Regions from separate parts of the Gossypium raimondii genome. Here region 1 is linked to region 2. A link is a contact called in public Hi-C data. All regions are on one chromosome and are shown on one strand. The core of a region is the stretch at or near the end of the contact, and the rest is flanking DNA. Distances in the headings are between cores, read along the strand shown. Region 1 has its middle 31 kb from the start of LOC105785404. Region 2 holds the start of LOC105785354 (probable galactinol--sucrose galactosyltransferase 2).

Region 1 (2,700 bases), core at 119-2,618, 140 kb before region 2:
AAACAGGAAATTTTCAAATTTTAATTTACTCCTAAAAACTTGTCTACTAAGATATATATTATTTTAAATCTTTAATAATAAATAACTATTATTAAAAATACTGTGTGATTTATTGTTAACAACTACTCATTTTCTTTCTTTTCATTTCTAATAATAAATCTCTACTAATAAATAATTATCAATTTTTAATTTTAGTTTTTTGCGAAATATAATAAAATTTAATAAATAGTGTTATTTTGAAAAGATTGTTTTCTACCAACGAAATGGGGTTATATGGATTTAAGTAAATATTACCAATTTTAAATTTTAATAGATGACCAAAATTTAGAAGTTCTGAGATAAACCAATTAAAATTATCTAATAATCATTTAAAATGTTTGTTTTCTATTGAATTTTATAAATAAATAAAAGGAACACTTAGTGATATCTAAACATTTTCTTTTTTAAAATAAATCATATAAACTTGAAAAATAGCTCTATAAGATTCCTTCCAATAAATGCTATTTACTATCTTCAAACTAAAGTCAAAATAATGAAAAATCACAATCTTTATCATTAACGCTGGACCCCAAAATTGGTTTTCTTTATTATTTCCTTGAAAATAAGAACCAAGATTTAATTATAAATTTCACCATTTTACTTTATAAAAATTAAAATTTAGTCCCTCAAATTTATTTTGAAGGATTTTATCACTTTACTTCATGAAAAGAAGCTACTTTAATTAAATAATACTGTTAGAATTTCCCATTTATTCGTTAATTTAGAAACCAACAATTCAATAATTTTTATGTAAAAAAAACCAATAATTTTATAATGTATATATAATAAATTATCAAAATTAGTAATTTGTGTTCACGTGTTTACTAACAATTCAATAATTTATATGTAAAAGAAAATTAGTAAAAATCAATAGTTTCACAACTTAGATGCAATAAATTAACAAAAATCAATGGTTCATGTTCAGATGTTTACCAAGGATTAAACTAATTTTTTCAGTTTTCCTAAAATATAAAGATCAAATTTTGATAAATTAAAAATAGAGAAGATTAATTTTTTTAATTTTCATAAAATAGATGATGAAATTAGAAATAGACAAAAAAAAGACCTCACTGGTCATTCACGCCCACGGATGAGCTGTCCTTTTACTTTTCCAAAGTTCCAATTCACAATCAACGTGGCGGAGTTGCAGTGGAGTTAGGGGCGGCTTATAATTGACTCCTTGCGTTGGGGAACACGTGGTGTCGACGGTCGCCCTCACGGAGATCCGTGCTTTGTCGTTTTATTTATTGCCCTTACTCTTGGGGTTTGGGTGGTCCACACCCCCGCTTTGCTTGCTTGCTACTTAACGCCACGACAGGCTAACGGCGTTTGAGGTGTGGTGAAAACTGTTGGCGTGGACCACGTGGAGCTTAATGGTGGTGAGTGGGTCCCACGTGTCAACGTTTGGAATTCTGTGGAAGCTGGTGGGACAGGTGGACACGTTTTTGGCGTCACATCCAGTGCCAATTATTTATTTATTTTGTATTATGCCACATACTACTACTACTGGGTACTGATGCCTGTTCATTGATCTTATTATCGACCAAAGTACGATTATTATGGATAACGTCTTGGTTGCTTTTGAGGTGTTGGATTTATCTGTGCACCTTTTAATTTTTCTTTTAAAAACCACATTTATGTAAGTAAATGTATTGTTGAATTATATTTTGTTTTTTATTTGAAAAATAAATTAATTAATTCATGTATATTAGATAAAAATAAATTATTTTTTAAAATTTTTTTATTAATTTTACTATTAAAATTAATATGACTAACAAAACAACTAAACAACTATTATGTAGCATGCTACATGTACCTCATCTTGATATATATAGATCTGTTTGCTCTTTGCTCTAATATATAAGAAGTAATTTGCCTATTATTTTGATAAATGTGAAAAATATAATCTAATTCCTAATACAAAAGCCTCAATAATTCTTCTATACACTTTAAAGCTCATGAAATTAAAAAAAATAAAAAGTTTCATTTTCTAACAACTTCAATACCATTTCTAGAAAATATATTGAGAATATTTAAAACTAAATAAAAAATTATGAAATACACTTTTACTCCAATAAATAAATTTTAAAATTTAGCATCAACATATAAGATATGTGAGAGCTCATTTCGAGGATATAACTTATTTAATGATTTTTATGGTTTTCAATTGAGGCTTGAGTTAATTATTTTAATTAAATAATATTATATTTGAAATTTAGTTTATATAATTATATTATTAAAAATTAATTTTTATTTTGAGTTTAAAATTTAAATCTAATTATTAATACGGTTAAAATTATTATATTAAATTTATTAGTGTGGCATTCTAACTTTTTTTTAAAATTACTCGCTTAATAATCATGTCATAAAAAATGGTATTATAATGTACTTTAATTTAACAAAAATGTAATGATGTTAACAATTATTTAAATTTATGTCAACGCTTTAATTAAAATAAAATATCTAGAGTAATTAATGACATTATAAATACTGAACGTATTAAATTATGTCAAAAATTTAAATATGAAGATCAAATTTGAACATGATCAAAATTAAGATTTAACTATTTTATGTCATATAAGAAAAATAGAGAGATTATAATTGCAATTTAGCCGTGTTTGTTAATGATTTAAAAGAAAAATAAAAAGAGTAAAGGAGGCC
Region 2 (2,700 bases), core at 125-2,624:
ATTCCATTTTGGTAAATTTGATGCGATTTGTCGAAACTAGGACTTTGTAGAATGGTTTTGAGATTCTCTTCCCACAATGTTTAATAATTTTTGAACTGATCCGTTCTTTCATATTATCAACCGACACATTTTTATTAAATCTCATTACTACTTTTTGGTGACATTCAAATATAAAACCAACTGTTGTTAAAATTACTCCATCGAAATAAACGCATACGAAGAATTGATTATCTATCTTCAATACTAAATCTATAAAAATATTTAAACATAATTAAATTTCTTAAGAATTTTTTTTCAAAAACAAAACAAGATTCTACTCATAAAATATAATAACAAAAATTAATCACCTGTACAAACCTTACAAATATTTCTGACTTTGCTTCTTTGTTTTCTCCTATTTTACAAAAAAAATTTCCTTTTCTTTCTTATTATATGTTAGCTGCTACAACCATTCAACCAAACACAAAAAACACTATAACAATTCAACAGATCAAAACACAAAATTTTTTTACAGCACTTCATACAAATTATTATAACTGTTCAACTCAAATATATAAGGGTTTGGTGCCGCCTGACAACCTTCCTCCTCCAACTGGTGCCACCTGACACGTGCCTTCCAAGCTTGGTGCCGCCAGTTTAGCACCCTTCACCCCTTTTTACCGGTGTTTTGTCCCGTAATTTTTTTTTGTATACCGGTATCACCGTATAACATCTTTTCACCATTAGAAATTATTTTTTTAAAACATATCATAAGCTAATGATGGAGGTATGATTGAGCAAAAAAAATGGGTGATGCTGCCAACCCTTATCCCTCCACCTCCTAGCATTGTTAATTTCACCCTATTTTGGTAAATGATGTCACTAGGATATTATTTTAGTATTTAATTAGTTTTTAGTATTATCAAGGTAACCATTAATAGCATTACGAGAAATAGTATTAGAATACAAATTAAATAAATTATCCTTTGAATGATTGAATTGCTTAGTAAATTGAAATTTAAAAAAAAAGAAACAAATTAAAATTAACAAAAACAAGTAACATACGGATCCACAAATAATCAAATTCATGTTTTAATAGAAATTACAACCCCCTTTCATTTCCACCGCTCTTTAAATTTACTATTCAGAGATACCTTCTGTCACTCAGCCACGGATTGCTCAGCAACAGTTAGCAATAAACCCACCCAAAATATCTAATATGTTTATTATTATTTTATTCATTAAAAAAATTGTAAAACAAAAACAAAACATTTCTAAAAGAATAGCAAAAAAAAAAAATCCACGTGGCAGTACACCAATGATCCCGTAATAGAAGTTGCTCGATATTTAACCCCCAGAAATTGTTGCTATATAAACCCAGCTTCTTCACCCTCATTACTCGCATCCGTCGTCTGAAAGAGGAAAACAAAGCCATTTTTAGTGGTTTCGCTCTCTCTCCCTCTCTCTAAAGAAGAGGCATTCCCTTCGTCGGAGTGCGCTTCTGCTGAGTGTTTCTTTCGTTTTCTTTTGTTTGAAGTTTTGGAGTAAAGAGTGTTTCAAGCTTTTTAGTCATATTGGCTGCTTAACGACCCAAGGTAGCCTCGCCGGATATAGGTGAGTTCATTTTGGGGTTCTCAGCCGTCAACTGTGAAATTAAATAGTGGTTTTCGGTGGATTCTCTTTTTAGAGTAATATTTGTTTCCCTTTTGGATGACTTGTTGTTGTTTCCGTGGTGATCATGAAATGAGACGTGATTTGGATTTGGATTTTGGAGTTTCTATGATCTGAAATCTTTTAGAACTTTTTGTTTGTTAATTTTGAAAGTTTTATGGATTTGTTATTTAAATTGTATTTTACTTTATTTCTTTTTTTTAAGTACTGTTTTTCCTCTCTGCGATTTGTTTCTGGTTTCGTGGTATTATGATCATGAAATGAGACGTGATTTGGAGTTTTTATGATCTGATGTAATTATAACAATAAAATCTTATTTACGTAAGAGTTAAGATCACGACGATAAATCCCTCGAATTACTTGGTTATGAATTATGATTTTGCTCTTACGGTGACAGAATTTTTTTTATTATAAATGTCTGTTTAATTGAAAATTCATCGTCGTTTAAAATTTTGCCAACTTTTTATAATCCTCTGTTTAACTAAAAAAAGTTCGTGTTTTCTTTTTCACGTTTTTTCTTCCGCTGTAATAATCGTGAAGATCTTTTAGATTATTGGACCTGCTTTTCTCGTGTATCCGTCCAAACTTGCTCTAACTAAGTATACACTTTTTCTTTTCTTTTCTTTTCTTTTTTTCTTAGAATTTTTTTTTCGAAAGTAGAAAATTAAGAATTTATTTATTTTTCTAATAAAAAGAGGAGCTTTGCTTATAGTCTGAACAGATCATTGTGGTCCGCTGGCTGCCTTCTCTTTTTCATATTTATTTTTTTCCGTTGATGATCTTCAAGTAAACCACCTGAAAGTTACTTGATTATAAAAAATAGTTCGTATATTCCTTCAAAAAAAAAAAAACCCCAAAAAGTAGTTTACAATCCCAATTTAGCGACGAACTGTAGCTTAAATCACAGTAAATAAATAAATTTGAACAGTTGCTTTCTTTTTCCTTCATACCTTGACCATTCCAGATTTTTCTTCATGGACATAATATTTTATCCCAATAAACAAAGAAAAAAAAGAGAAAAAAAAACAGAGCTGGTTTTCTGTATCGATA

The links. Hi-C and Micro-C count contacts between places; a contact is called where the count stands out from the background.
Region 1: a Hi-C map of leaf shows a contact between it and region 2, with 1.8 times the contacts expected there. The contact joins the enhancer-like site here to the promoter of LOC105785354 in region 2. A contact is called at or near these places in 2 of 2 Hi-C or Micro-C datasets (both in leaf).

What each region holds. Positions count from the first base shown.
Region 1 is chr1:21,360,444-21,363,143 of ASM2569854v1, reverse strand. No RefSeq gene overlaps it. Among protein-coding and RNA genes, the nearest start is that of LOC105785404, 31 kb to the right of the region's middle. Within about 2 kb of position 1,368, the one cell type or tissue checked has open chromatin away from gene starts, as enhancers often do. A contact at or near this core is called in leaf, where this site is marked.
Region 2 is chr1:21,220,368-21,223,067 of ASM2569854v1, reverse strand. LOC105785354 (probable galactinol--sucrose galactosyltransferase 2) reads left to right here and starts at 1,374. Exons shown (of 14, transcript XM_012611412.2): 1 at 1,374-1,593.